Regions from separate parts of the Zea mays genome. Here all the other regions are linked to region 1. A link is a contact called in public Hi-C data. All regions are on one chromosome and are shown on one strand. The core of a region is the stretch at or near the end of the contact, and the rest is flanking DNA. Distances in the headings are between cores, read along the strand shown.

Region 1 (5,078 bases), core at 1,433-3,932:
AATTTTACTAAAAAAAACTCTGAAAAATATCAGACCTTAACGTTGCTAACTCTTAGCATCAATACCATACTAGCATATAAAATCACATGACCAACATACCACTTTACTAAGCAAGTATAAAACAAAGCACAAGCACTCAAGCAGTATCATTCACCTTTTAGGCTAATTTAAGCAAACAACTAGCATGCAAGCATCTTAACTTCGTTAAGAAACAACGCATAGGGAGAGCAGGAGGAGCAGAGGCATACATGGTTCAATCTGAGCCTGGTGGGAAGGTAGCGTGAAGCTAGGAGCCAGTGAAGAGCAGGGTGGAGTTTGTGGTTAGACGCGGCAGAGCAGTCGTCCACTAATCCTCACCTTGGGTCCTGGCAGGTGTGGATGTGCATCCGGAATCAACTTATGGAGAGCACAGCCAGAACCACAATTGACTCATGGATGCACAGGAACACATCACATGGGGAATCGATGTGGGGACTTGCCATGAACGCACAGGGAAGAAACAGAATCCATAAGTCCCTCTCTCCCCACGCAGAAGGCAGAATGTACTGCATGGGAGTGATTTTCTTCCCACTTGAGTGCAAGGCCACTCTTTTCTTGCACGTGCAAGGCTCTTTCACGAATAAGGTGACTGTCCACAGCTCTTTGCCAAGGCCTGCATGCCTAAACAAGAATAGCGGGCGCCTAGGACAGCAAGGCAAACACTATGCACCCGCATAGCTAATCTGGACGCCTTTAAAATCATTGCTCAGAGACATATAACATTTTCCGTACGGCCTTGGAAAACATAAGGTTGAGTGGCCATGGCCAACTTTTCGTAGAGCCGTAGAGGTATGTCGATCTCATGATATGCCCTGCTTCTAGATGTATACTGACAAATCCTACTTGATTTCACCTGCCAAAACTTTGTTATTACGTATTTACATTTCTGGTTCAGCTAATCCTTTTGTTTCCAACTGTACATTAAAGTCGACAATCTCTTAATGTGTCATAGCAAACAGACAAAACTCAGATTATAACAATGAAAAATAGAAAAAACATAGGGGACCTTGAGTCTAATAATTACCTCCAAATCTCCTAGTTGAAGTGCCATAGATTGCAGCTCCAGGCAATGAACATGTGCCAAGCTGCGGCATTGTGGATGCAAAAAAAAGCCTACAGAGCCAATAAAATATTAAATACCCTGAAAAGCAGAGCACCTCACTGAATGCTTCAAAACGGAATATGCATCGCAGCCCATTACATAGTTCATAATACATTAAACCTTTTATTGTATTCGCTATCCAAAGTTAGGAAAACAGGATGATATTATCATAGCATTCCATATAAAAAGTACAATATATGCACATAATTTCTTTCTTTCGCTTGTCAGCTATCCACAACACAGGTTTACACATGTATTAGGTCCAAAATGTATCAGTTGGCGTGCAGCACGGCAAAACATAGCATACTATCCTACCATGTCACAACTTCACTTATTCAAACACAAAAATGATTTGAAACAAAAGAAATTCTTATATGAATTAATCATTTGGAAAGGGCAACAGGTACTAAAATTTCAAATAAATAACTGTACCAAGTTTCATTCGTCGGTCGGATCTGGTAAAGGAGTGTACACATGGAAGCCAGATAATTTTTGCGCAAAAAAGTCGAAGTTAGTAGCCATAATACATGATACGTCACTTTTAGGAGAGCCAATCAATCTCAAGACGACTTAATAACTTATGTTAGGGTTCAGCGTCTTCGGGCTCGGTTTCGCACAGCAGAAAGGGGATATAAGGCGTCGGGGGATCGGCGGCGGGGGTCATCGGCGCGGGAGTGGTGAGGGTGAAGCCCGGTGGGGGTCGACGAGAGCGCAGCTGCGTGGGGGAAATGGCTCCAGGAAGAGGTCCGAGGCCGTCGATGTAGGGGGCATCATCGCCGGCGATCGTGCTGATGCGTGGGGGCGCGACGGTCGCACTGGGGAGGAGCCAGCCGAGCAGCGCAGCTTGCGAAGTGGTGCGGCTCGGGGAGGCACGCTCGCGCCCGGACCGGCGGCAAGGCCGGCAGCAGTGCCCGCGGTCAGAGCAGCGATAGCGCTCGGGCCCAGATCGGTGGGGACGTCCGCGCCGGCGAGGGGAGGAAGATGCGCCATGGGAAGACCGGAGGCTGCTGCAGGGGAGCAGGGGCGCCGGCGTGAGGGGAAGAGGAACAGCCGCCGCCGACGTCAGGGGACGTCGGCGTAGAGGGGAGGGGGAACGGCGGCCGGCGGCTGTAGGGAGTTCGGTCGGGAAGGGGAGGGAGGGGGGCGCGCAGCCGGCGGCGGCGGCTGGACGGGGGGCGCGGAGGAGCCCGAGCGCGCCGGCTCGGGAAGGGGAGGGAGGGGGCGCACAGCCGGCGGCGCGGTGGAGCCCGAGCGCGCCGGTTCGGGGGAGAGACGGCAGCGCGGTGGCCGGCTGGGCGAGCAGGGAGGTGGCGGCGGCCAGGGGCTGGCGGCGGCTGGGGAGGTGGAAAAAAAAACTAACTGCTGGTCACTGAGCAGCTCGCCGGTCAGCGGATGGAGGAAGAGGAGAGCAGAGGGGAAGAGGAGAGTAGAGGGGAGAGGGGACTCACCGCGCTGAGCAGCTCGCCGGCCAGCGGGGTCAAGGAGGCGGCGCGGACGAGAAGGGCTTCTGAGGTGCCTTGTCCTGAGGACGGTATTGTCAGTCTGATTCCGAGGGATGAACCGGGACAGCATTCGAGTGATAATATTTTTTTTAGAGACGGTCTCGTCTGAACCTTCACACTCAATCAAACAGTCTAGTGTGTGGGATTGTTATGTCCCATCTCATCCTGACTCGTAACCAAACCCATCATCAGTGACCAGCAGTTAGTTCCTTCCTATCTGCTGAGGCGCGGTTAGTTCCTTTCCATCTGCTCTTTTCTTCCCCTCTGCTTTCCCTCTCATCCCCTCTGCTCGAGATTTTTGCCATTATAAAACACGACACGTTTAGCTTCGACGAAATAGAGACGTAGACGAAGGCTTGTATTTGGAGATCCACACAATGCACACACCAGTATGGACTCGAGCTCTCTCTTAGCCGTGATTAATGCTCCACCGTGAGGATCAGTCAGGTCAGCCACCGCTCCCGTCTTCAGCGTCGTTACAGTTAGTTGAGGTTGCCCCGCCGCAATGTCGTCTCGTGGTCCGCCGCCATCGCGGGGCTCACACAGTGGACCGGCCCCGCGATGCGCTCTCGCTGCTCCGCCGGATGCACCTCGTCGGGTGCCCGCCCAACGAGTTCGCGCTGGCGAGCGCGCTCGGCGCGATCTCGCTGGCACCCGTGGGCACCGGGCATGCGCGGCAGCTCTATGCGCTCTCGGTGCGGCTTGGCTTCGGCTCCAGCGTCTAACGCGTTTCTCGCAGGCAGCACGGGGTCATGCCTAACAATTACACATTTGCAACGGCAGCTAATGCCTGTGCGAGCCTCACCGATCTGGACGAAGGAAGGAAAGTTCGCGGGTATGTGATCAAGCTGGGAGACGACTCGGACGTTGGTGTCAACAACGCGCTCATCGACATGTATGCTAAATGCGGGTCAGTGGCCTGTGCTCACAAGGTGTTCCAGTCGATGCAGCAGCGGCCAGTCATCTCCTGGAATGGAAGAGCAGGATGCCATGGCCAGGCCCACATGAGATGTCTTTCACACGGACGTCATAGCAATTGCCAACCATGGAGACGCAATCGTCCCCTGCAGGGAAGCGTGAAGAACTGCTTTAGTCAAATACTAGCAGCAGCCACGAATATTCTTCAACAATAACGATACTAATTATAGATTTGGAAATTTGTATGATGCAATGAACACGCATCAGCATAAGCAGGCCAGCAGCGATTTTGGACTTCAATTGGTCCGATCAACTAGTCGCCGGCGGCGGCTTTGACGGTCTTACTGATGCCGTCGGTGTTGGGGCTGTCCGCCGGTGCCACCACCCGGAGGAAGCTGGCCTTCACGCAGGAGCAGCGCGTGAACGTCAGCTGGAACTTCGGGGATTGCCGGCAGGATGTGGCAGTCGGCGACAAGGCCCTCGCGGTCGAACGGCCCGTTGGCTAGCACCATCTCGATGCCCCCACCCGGCGGATCACGTCGCCCTTGGCGGCACGCGAGTTCACGCCGCGGTCGCACACCACGATCTTGCCGCGCACCGCGGCTGGGTCCAGCAAGCCGTCCAGGCACATCGACGCCGAGTAGCCGTCGGACACGGACGAGGCACCCCCGCTGCTCGCCCGGCGTACACCATTTCGTACAGCTTGCCGGACTCGAGCGCGCCGTGAGCCCGTCGAGTGTCGAGCGCGGACCTGACCTCCGCCACATTCAGGCGTCCCGAGCAGTAACGGCGCTGAAGACGGGAGCGATGGCCGACCTGACTGATCCTCGCGTGGAGGACTAATCACTGTCAAACACAAGTAAGAGAGAGCTCGAGTGCATTGTGTGAATCTCCAAATGATCGAAGCCCTTGCCTACGCATCCGTTTCGTTGAAGCCGAACCTGTCGCGTTTTATAATGGTATAAATCTCCCTCTGCTCTCTTCCGCGCGGTGAGCCCAGCGCGGCGAGCTCTTCCCCTCATGCTCGTGACCAGCATCAGCGCGGCGAGCTCTTCTCCTCGGGCTCGTGACCAGCATCAGCGCGGCTAAGGCTCCTGCAAATAATCCGTATTAGTACCACTAATTGTCATCCTTGGTCTGATTCATCCTGCCAACGAGCAGGAAGTGGCATTGGTACCCACTAATCTGGGCCTTAGAGCATCTCCAAGAGATCCCAGAAATTAATCTCCCAATATAAGGAAATTGGGATCCCCTAAATCTCTTAATTCCAATCCATGGATACCGTCTCCAATAGCTCCCAAGTTTTCTCAAAATTGTAATGCACAAGGCCCACAAATATCGTATGTAGATGCCATCTCAAACCTACCTGCACCGCCTCCGTGCGTCAAGTTGATTCAGTTGTTTGAATTATGTAAGTAGCTGTTGGTTTTCATCAAAAAAGCTCTCACTAAACTTTTCATTCTATTTGCTCTGTCATCACCGAAATGAAACAATAGTGCATCTTGATTATTTTGTAC
Region 2 (5,078 bases), core at 1,416-3,915, 440 kb before region 1:
GTGTTTTTTCTTTCTTTCCAAGCAATTGAATCATAGAGTGTCATAGGAACTAATAATCAATCAATAGGATACTACTTTATATGGTTTTTCCTTTTTTAACTAGTGGTAAAGTCAGCCTTTTATTCATAAGCAAGAATAGTCAAACTGCTAAAGAATCGTAAAAAAATAATAATTTACAACTAATTTATAGTGATATAGTCATGACCAGCAGACATATCCTCATTAGTAGGACAAGCAAACAGCTAAAAATGAAGGTGCATTCTAAAATAGGCAACATACAGAAACTGTGTTTTTAACATAGCAAGTAAATAGAAGTAGTGAGATGTAGACAAGAAATAGTTAGAATATTGCTAACTTTCTTTCTTTAAATGAGCTTGCAATTGGCTAAAGGACAACTACCTATCTCTTCTGATTCCACACCTTGGCACAGTCTCACAGTTTCATGTGGTATATTACTCTGCAACTGTAGTTAAAAATGACCTCAGTGCCATGACCATTCAATTAACAAGATTCACAAAAGGTACCAAAAAGAACTAATGATCCAGCTGAATCACAGAAAAGGGAATAAAAATTCAGTATTTACAGAAATTCTTCAATCAACGTTTGTAATGAATAAAGTAAATGAGGAAACAGGCATCCACTTAGAATCGATATTAATTCTTCAATTAACATTGGTGGTTTGGTGCTATATAAACATAGAGTTGCATGCATAATAAGCGTTGGACAGAAAATTAAATGCAAATTCCTCACTGGTTACTTTTGTTATAGTAACAAAACACTTTGTCCAGAAATAAGTAAAGCCTTAAATACTCTATCCATCAGTTGACAATGGACCTTATTGGCAGTTTGGTATAAATGAATAAGGTAATTGCTGCTTTCAAATTACAGTAAAACTGTTCTAAAATATCAAGGATAGCTCCCTGTAAACATTAGTAAGATAGATGTCGATATAAGGAAACGCAAGACTGTTTTGAGTATTCTGTCTAGTAGATGCCTACAGAGCTTTTTTCATTGGAGCGGAATCCTTTGAGCCCTGGAAAAGAATTTGGAACAGCTGGGCAGCCCCTAAGTGTAAGGTCTTTGTTTGGCTGGCCATAAACAACAAATGTTGGACAGCTGACAGACTCAAAAAAAGGGGGCTTGATTATCCTGAAAATTGTGTTCTATGTGATCAAGAAGATGAAACTGTGCAACATATTCTATCTAATTGCGTCTTCACAAGACAGTTTTGGCATAATGTTTTAACTCCAATTGGTCTCTCCTATGTGGTTCCTAAGAGAAGAGATTCAGATTTTGCTGAATGGTGGAGAAAGGCTTCAACTAGGATTCCTAAAAGCAAAAGAAAGGGGTTTAATAGTATGGTAATCCTTGGGGCTTGGAGTCTTTGGAAACAGAGAAATAGGTGTGTTTTTTACGGAGCTCGACCCTGCCTTTCTACCTTAGAGGATGGATTCAAAGATGAGATGAGACTGGTTTTCTGCAGGAGCCAAGAACATGCGCTCCCTTTTTGACCCTGGTTAGAGAAAGGAAAGTCTTGTAGCCTCTTGGTAGGCTGGGGTGGTGGTGTGTCGTGTGGCTGGTATGTGTCTGTGTTGTATGTGTTTGGTGTGTGTATATGTTTTTTATGTGAGTCTGGTGTGTTTTTTTGTGTGTTGTGTTCTGATTGTCCCAGACCTCAGGCTTTTTCCTCTACTTTAATATAATGATACGTAGCCCTCCTGCGTATTCGAGAAAAAAAAAGCAGTAGCACTGCATCGATATGGCATTACCATGTCTTCAGCAACCTCATCTGACTTGCTTGAGTGTTTTGTTGAACTGTTAGCCCTCCTAAAAAAAGAAGAAATAATCAAGTGAACATTATGTAATCAGTCCTCTTATCAAGTGTTTAAGTCACAATGATAACTTTGATTCTTGTGTTTTAATAATGGTCAACAAAAAGTATATACGTACTAAGGAATATATTCCCATAAAATGAAGTGGAAAGGGAGTACTAGTAATATGAAATGCCTATACTCAGATTAAGTTGAAAAAACTCTGCTAAAACTCAACGTTACATGAAGCTGAAACCCGCATTGTACTGACAAGTCAACACCAGACTCTCAAAGAATCAAGCTTCCATAAGAAAAACTGATAGCAACTCCTCCATGGGGATAACTCACCGCTGGCTGATTGGCAACCCATCACTACTCTGCTCCATGTCTGCTCTCGGATAAGAAGCTCCGATTCCACCACAAGCTGCGGCTGAAGCCTGGATAAAGCATGTGGATAGACATTAGAACGGTGAAACAGTACAGTAAGCGGTTGCAGTCAAATCGAACCCCAGTTTAACCCTTTCACTTTTGATTGATCACAGAAGAAGGAATCAATCCAGGTCCTGGCGGATCTGCATTCCGGTACCGGGGGGTGGAGCAGAGCAGAACTCGAGGTGGGCTTTATCGGTGCTGGAGCGAGACCGCGACCACCAGGCCGCCGGCGAGGCGAGGCGAGGCGAGGCGAGGCCGCGAAAAGAAAGGGAGACCGGATGGGAAGGGAGCAGGAGCAGGAGCAGGAGCAGGATGGTGTGAGAGAATACACGACTCCGATTCCAATGGCGAGGAGTTAAGAAACTCGCTCACGCGCCAACTGTTCCGTAGCACGAGTAAGTGGCGCCTCAGACTGTCTGCAAGTGGCACCTCACACTGTCTGCACGGATGCCTTCTAAAACATTCCCTATAGAATACTTTAAATTAAGAGACTGGTCCTCCTGCCTTTTATTTAAGGTTATATTTGGTTTATTTGACTAAAGGTAGTACTCCCTCCAGTACAGTAAAGGTAGTCGTTTAGGACATAATTGTGCATACCAAGGAGTAATTAATTATCATAGAGTTTTCCCTGTTTACCCCTATTAAATAGGGATATGGGTGCATTAATGTCACCAAAACAATTAGGCTTGATTGGTTGCTGCAGCAGCTCCAAGGCATTCTAGACTGGAGGTCTCAAGTTCAATTCCTCTTAAATGCATCTTTTTTTGTGCAATTACTAGGGGCAACAACATCCAAATCCCAGACCACGCTCGATCACGCGCAGGATGACTTCTTTTATTGCACCGGAGGGAGTATATTTTACATCAAATATGTAAATGTTAATTATGAGTATTAAATATAGTCTAATTATAAAACTTCACAGATGCAGAAACCGTGAGACTAAATTATTAAACTAATTAATCTATGATTAACAAATGTTTATTGTAGCATCATATAAGTGAATCATGAGCTGATTAGGTTTAATAGGTTCTTTTTGTCGTTTAATCATTTAATTAGTTTTGTAATTAAACTCGATTTAATATTTCTAACTATTATCTAAACATCTGGTATGATAGAGATTAAAGTTTAGTTACCTGATCCAAACATCCTTTAAATCTAGGGTGTTCTCTCTCTTTCACCCTAATTTTTTTACTCTAAACTACGAATTAAACACATAATTAATATGTGTATGATTTTAGACTATGACAAATACATATATAAAAAACCAATTTTAAATATATTAGAAATATGGTGTATTGTGTATATGGGGTGGATTTAGAAGCATTTAGAAGCAGTCGTTGTGGAAGCTAGATTTTAGGAGATGTAATCTTTTAGAAGGTAGTGAAAAGTGGGATTTAGAGGGATGATATAGAGGGAACCACTGTAGACAGTGTCAATCAGCTACGGGCTTGGACTTGTTTGATAGACTTCGATCAACTCTCGAAAAGTTACTTAAATGATCTTATATAAAATTTAGGGCCCGTTTGGCACAGCTCCAGCTCCTGATTCTAAGCGAGGATCTGGAGGAGCCGTGCCAAACGGGTATTTTTTTAAACTGATTCTCGTGTGGAGCCGAAAGATCGGGAGTCGTTTTTTGAAGAAAGGTGAGATCTAAAAAAAACCTGCTCCACCTCCCTTAAAACAGCTCCTCAACCAACCAAATATGGATCTCCCCTTAACATTTGATCGAAATTACCCGCAATTGCCATTGGACAAAAACATAACGAGTCCCTCCCGCAACCCTCCACGGCGCGCGTTCTCTGTCCCGTGGTACCTTCCTGTCGCTGAAGGGAGCGGCGGCTAGGGTTTCGACGCAGTTTCGCCGTCCTCCAGCGAGAGCTCTTCTCCTCGTCTGTGGTTCCCAGGTACGTGCGTCTTCTACCATGGTGCTTGTCTGCTCTGCTCTGGCGCAACCCAGCGTTCTGCTCCGCTCTGCTCATCCCAGCCGATCTGCTTCGGATCGATTCCGTTCCGTGGGATTCTTGCTTGCAGCAGTCCATGGAACCGTGGGATTCTTGCTTGCAGCGTTCTAGGAGGGGCCGTGGGATTCTTGCTTGCAGCGTCCCAGCCGATCTGCTTGGAATCGCACGGTACTGGCAGCAGGGGCCGTGAAGTGCCCAACGGGTACATCCGCCACCGCTGGCCGTATGCGCCACTGATGGCAGCAGGGGTCGTGTGCGTCTGCAGGGATGGATACCGCTGGCCGTATCCGCCACCGCTGGCCGTATGTCTGCGGTTGGTTGGTGCTACGAGAAACATCTCACTGCTGGCTTGCGAATTCCTGCTTCGAGCCTCTCTGCTATGTCTGCGAATTCCTGCTTGTCTGCGAATTCCTGCTATGTCTGTGAATTCCTGCTTGTCTGCTCTGGTCGCGTTCTCCTATGCTCTGCTCGTACCAGACGCTCTGCTCGCTAGCCGCTCTGCTATTTTGGTATCAACGAATAGTTGCTTATTTTGCTTGAGAGAAAACATAATTCCCAGCCGCTCTGCTATCCGCATTCCTTTTTGATAGCTGCATATATTTGTTTTAGATTTTAATTTTTTACAGCAATATGGGTGATAGTGCCGATTGGAATGAAGATAACACTGCTCTAGTGTGTGAATTGTTCGCCGAACAAGTGAAGGCGCACAACCGGTCTGGTACCCACTTAAATAAAACAGGGTACAAAAATGTGATGGACAAATTCAAAGAAAAGACTGGGTTGTCCTACACCAAAATGCAGTTCAAGAACAAATGGGACAAGATGAGGATTGAATACACCAATTGGAAAAGACTATCAAAGGAAACTGGTTTGG
Region 3 (5,078 bases), core at 1,828-4,327, 300 kb after region 1:
ACCCGAAGGAGCTCTTCAACCATCGCCACGCACTTCTGAGGAACCATGTGGAAAGGGGCTTTGGGGGTGCTTAAAAGCGCTTCCCCATTCTCAAAGTTGCCACGTTCCACACACTGGAAAACCAAGTAAAGATACCTATAGCTGCTACCATCTTCCACAATCTAATCCGATCACTTCATGGTGATGAGGATTGGTTAGATCATCAGCCGGATAATATTGATCCATCAAACTTTGTTGCTCTACCAAGTGGTGATCAAATGAGTGACCCAGGCACTACACAAGGCAATGCTTTAAGAGATACCATCGCCCAAGAAATGTGGGCTCAATACCAACAACATCTAAATTAGTATTTTCGTGGTTGAATAAGTTGTAATAATTTAATTAGTAGTATTGTAACATGTAAAACAACACTTTAAGTTAGTAGTATTGTAAAATGTAATAAGTTTTTTCTTTAAAAAGCTATGGTTGGAAAAGGCTCCCCAAGGTTCAACATAGGTGGTTCCCCAAAGTTGCGTAGGTTCATTCCTACAACAAGTGCTACTAAAAAGAAGACTTCTCCTAAATGCAGTGGGGCAAAAAAGAGTGGAAGTTCTCCAAGAGGTATTGTGTTCAATGTTTCTTCATGCTTTCTTATAAGTTTTGTATTACTGATGTGTGACCATTGTTTATGTAGTAGTGAAACAAAGAGCGGATTGGAATCCAGACCTTGAGAGGTCTCTGGTTGACATTCTCCATGAATTTAAAGATAGTGGATATAGAGGTGACAATGGTTGGAACTCCGAAGGGTGGAATAGAATGGTCAAGGAGTTTCATGTGAGGAACAAGTATGTCTCCTTTACAAAGTCCCAAATTCAGGATAAAGAAGGTCAGCTGAAGAGAGACTACAAGATGCTCAAAGCAGCAAAGCAACAGAGTGGGTTCACCTGGAATGAGAAAAGGAATATGGTTGAAGGACCACCAGCTTTGTGGGAGAATCTCATGGTGGTAAGTTGATTTCTTGAAATTCAATTATCAAATTAGTTAGGTAGGATAACCTTATAATGATAATCTCATATTTGATCAATGTTTTTTTAATTGTGCAGACATTTCCTAAAATGAAGAAGTTTAACAACAACAAGGCAACCTTCCCGCTCTTTGATGCTTTGGGAGAGCTTTATGATGGTAAGTTTCCAAACATCATAAAGCTTACTGGATTTTCTACAAAACATCATAATCCTTATGGGTACAATGTCTGCAGATGAAAATTTGTTAGTAGTCGAGTGCTTTTTTAATGTAACTTCAGCACTAAAAGGAGACTTGGCTGAAGGGACTCGTGCTCTGGGTAGAGACATATTTTTGCTAAGTTTATATTTCTTTGTTATTGTGTAGGACACTTGGCTGAAGGGACTTGGAATTGCACTTCTCTTGAGGCACCGCAAGAGGAAGAACCGAATGAGCAACTTCAGGATGCAGAAGATAGACCACAAGGCTTTGATCTGAATGTTGTTCATGATGTAGATGATGAAGTTGATGATGCACTCACTGAAAGGAATGAAGATATGCTTCAAGGAAGGGCTAATACTCTGTCACGAGATGAAGAAAGTGGACAGCGAAGACCTGCTGCGTCAAGAAACAAGCAAGAAAAGGAACCAAAGAAGCCTGGAAAGAATGATAACATAGAAAATATGATGAACAAATACATATAAATGAGGAGCAAGCAAGTAGAAGATGAAGATGCAAGAGAAAAGGAAGCAAGAGAAAAGGAGACAAGAGAAAAGGAGGCAACTCAAAGTGAAGATTTCTCCATCAAAAGGTGCATATCAGTTCTGAATGCAATGGAAGAAGTGACCAAACTGGAGAAGGCAAAAGCATATTCAGTCTTCAACAAGAGCAAAGAGAATAGAGAGACTTTCATATGTGCATGTGAAGCGGATCAAGAATCAGCTTTGATTTGGCTAAGAAATGGGATGGCTTAGTAGGTATGATATTTGTGTCTTTACCTTCCACTCAACCATATTCACTTGGGCCTTTATCTTCCAATCTAATTGTTCCATTTGTTTGGACAGGTTTGGGTGATCAATCGGTGATGCTTAGCACATCTGGAGGTTTCTTATTTTGAATTGACATGCTTAGTTCTAAAGTGATGTTTCTTCTTAGCACATCTGTTCTATCTCTTAGCTGTTGAAAATGTTAGTCTATCAAGATTGTTCTTTGCGTTTGTTGGCAAGACTATAATTTGTTTGTTGCTTTGCTGTTTAAAACTATTTGGTTGGTGATGCTTAGCTGTTGCTTATGTTGAACATGTTGCTTTGTTGGTGCATTTAAAACCATTTGGCTCGTATACTTGAACAAGTATGTTGCTTTGTTTTACTGTTGTTGCAAAGTATGTTGCTTTGCTAGAACAGCAACCTTTCAACTTTTATCTGTTGCTGCTGGAAACCATGTCTGTTGCTGCCGAACAGGGCAAAATTGCTGAAGCTGGAAGCGTTTCAGTTAAATTACTTCTTAGGCTGGAAAGAGTGAAAGACCCGGATTCACTAAGGTAGTGTTTGGTTGAGGAGCCAAGTAGAATGGAGCCGTTCCATCCCTGATTCTAGGAATGGAGCCGCTCTGTTCTGTGTTTGGTAATCTGGAACGGAGCGATTCTGTTTTTTGTTTGGTTGCAGAGTGAACGGAACGGAGTGTGACTGTGAGAGTGGGATTGGAACGGAGCGGCTCCGTCCCATTGATTTTTTTGGAGCGGAATGATTCCGGATCTGAGGAGAATATTCCCTAATTGGAGTCATTCCGTTCTAGTTACTTTGTAACCAAACAACAACAAAACTGGGACAGAATGATTCCATTCTATTTGGCTCTTCAACCAAACACTACCTAAATCCTGGTCTGGAACAGTTACGGCTCTAGAATTGATCTCATGCTGCCGAACCGGCCCTAAACCTGACCTTATCGTTGCCTCGGACTACAGCCCGTGGCGGTGGGTCCACGCCACACCCACCCACACACGAGTCGACCCACCGCACCGGCGCCGGCTCGCCGAGCGGACTGATAAATTGTCCCCCGCTCCCGAGCTGAGTGGTCGTTCCGTAGAAGCTTTCGTGTACCCTTCCCATCCCCGCCGTTCTCTCTCTCTTTTCCCACTCTCCCACACTTCCTCCATTGTTCCCTTTTTCTCTCGCGGAGTAGCGGTGATCCAGACACCGAGTGTCCTACGCGTCACGGACCGTGCACATGGCGGCGGGGTCGATCCGGGTCACCATGGAGGTGGGCGCCGACGGCGTCGCGCTCATAACCATCGCCAACCCGCCCGTCAACGCGCTCCACCCCATCAGTAAGCAGCCGACCGACGCCTCCCTTCTTCCTCGGTGTTCAATTATGCCGTGATTTTCTTTTCGGTGGAGTTTCGTTTTTGCGGCCTAATGCCGTCGTGCTCCCCAACCTCACGTGCAGTCATCGCCGGGCTCAAGGACAAGTACGCGGAGGCCATGCGCCGTGACGACGTCAAGGCCATCGTGCTCACCGGTCAGATCTCTCATCTCTCCTCTTCACTATTTAATTTGGCCTTCTATCAGTAGTCCCGTATATTGGGGAGTCGGGATCGTGTCTCTACATATATATCGCCGTACAAGGGGATAATGATATTAGTTGTACCACCTTTTTTAATGTTTGGTGCCATCCACGTTTGATATGGATAGTTGTGGAACTGGAAACATTGCTTTCCTAGTTTTCTACTATTTCTTCTCACCCCAATCCATCTTGCTCAAGTAGGCAGAGATGGAACTCAAGTGGTGGAAGCAAGAAAACAGGGCCGATACTTCGACATAACACTAGTAAACTGAAAGTACCCTGACACGTTTTTAAGTTATTCGACATAACACACATTTTCACCTTTTTTTCTCTTGTTTAATTGGTAACTAATGTGGTCGTGCTGCCAAATCCGTACACTATACTGGTATATGAAAGAGCTGTTCTGTTTCTGATTCTTTTCATTGTCCTGGATTCTGAATTGCCTAGGTGCTGGAGGCAAGTTCTGTGGAGGATTTGATATCAACGTTTTCACAAAGGTTCACCAGACTGGTAACGAAATGCCTTTCACTTGTGCTGTTGTTAGCTCTATGCCAGGCTTTCTGCTTATGAGCTGTTTGCTCGTTACTTCACTTACACGTGCAATATTGGTTGCATGCAGGGGATGTATCACTTATGCCGGACGTATCTGTTGAGCTTGTGTCAAATATGATGGAAGGTAATGTTTTTTGCCACATCACTTGTATGTCACTATATCTTTTGGCATGCCATATCTTTTTGCATATGTTTTTGTTTCTACCAATATCACAATTCCTGGACCCATTTATTTGCAGAGGGAAAAAAACCTTCTGTTGCAGCCATTCAAGGTCTTGCATTGGGTGGTGGCCTAGAGTTGACTATGGTATGCAATTTCTGCCAGATGTTGCCAGAGCTGATTGTTAAGCTTGCTGCTAAACCTAGTCTAAATCCATTGTATCTGTAAATGACATGATCAGGGTTGTCATGCTCGGATATCTACTCCTGAAGCTCAACTTGGATTGCCAGAGCTAACCCTTGGCATCATCCCTGGATTTGGAGGTATGGATATATCTATGCCTGAACAGATAACTATTTCTACAGTTACCCTGCTTTGTATTGGACTCTATCATGTCTTGGATCTAACTGTGTTAACTTATTATCTAGGTACTCAGCGTTTGCCGAGGCTTGTAGGTCTACCCAAAGCGATTGAAATGATGCTGGTGAGCTATTGAGTTCATCTGTTTCTTGTATAAGTGAATTCTTCCTTTTAAATTGGTAAAAACCCATTAACTAAACTCTACAGCTTTTCCCCCATGAAATCAATCTTGATTTCAGTATATTATTTTAGGTTGTGACTATAAGCTATTGAACTGTATGGATGGTGTCTAGGGTAGGGAAGGGATGAAACAACCAGTAACAGCTTAGCCAATGAAAGTACTGGGCAGATGGGAGGTAGGCTTAAGGGGATTGTCAATGAGTAACAACGCTAGGGTACTAGAAAGAGAAAGAGGGAGCAAGGAGCAGGTAGGTGGTCATGTTGATCCTTGAAACCAGTGGGA

Evidence for each region. Hi-C and Micro-C count contacts between places; a contact is called where the count stands out from the background.
Region 2: a contact with region 1 is called in a Hi-C map of ear, with 2.2 times the contacts expected there. The contact joins the promoter of LOC103626929 here to the promoter of LOC100304071 in region 1. A contact is called at or near these places in 3 of 25 Hi-C or Micro-C datasets (ear, root tip and tassel).
Region 3: a contact with region 1 is called in a Hi-C map of leaf, with 4 times the contacts expected there. The contact joins the promoter of LOC100281695 here to the promoter of LOC100304071 in region 1. A contact is called at or near these places in 2 of 25 Hi-C or Micro-C datasets (ear and leaf).

The regions. Positions count from the first base shown.
Region 1 is chr5:137,544,288-137,549,365 of Zm-B73-REFERENCE-NAM-5.0, reverse strand. It overlaps LOC100304071, which reads right to left and starts at 2,682. Exons shown (of 5, transcript NM_001291608.1): 1 at 2,590-2,682; 2 at 1,064-1,152. The coding sequence starts at 1,133.
Region 2 is chr5:137,984,496-137,989,573 of Zm-B73-REFERENCE-NAM-5.0, reverse strand. LOC103626929 (transcription factor MYB3R-5) reads right to left here and starts at 2,665. Exons shown (of 15, transcript XM_008647287.4): 1 at 2,398-2,665; 2 at 2,160-2,248; 3 at 1,770-1,827; 4 at 400-463. The coding sequence starts at 2,197. It overlaps LOC103626928 (L10-interacting MYB domain-containing protein-like), which reads left to right and starts at 3,993. Exons shown (of 3, transcript XM_008647279.4): 1 at 3,993-4,147; 2 at 4,831-5,078. The coding sequence starts at 4,835.
Region 3 is chr5:137,245,647-137,250,724 of Zm-B73-REFERENCE-NAM-5.0, reverse strand. LOC100281695 reads left to right here and starts at 3,077. Exons shown (of 18, transcript NM_001368081.1): 1 at 3,077-3,307; 2 at 3,427-3,498; 3 at 3,991-4,053; 4 at 4,163-4,219; 5 at 4,335-4,402; 6 at 4,497-4,578; 7 at 4,684-4,739. The coding sequence starts at 3,208. LOC109939776 reads left to right here and starts at 445. Exons shown (of 4, transcript XM_020538100.1): 1 at 445-600; 2 at 677-984; 3 at 1,083-1,161; 4 at 1,369-1,685. The coding sequence starts at 462. The coding sequence ends at 1,685.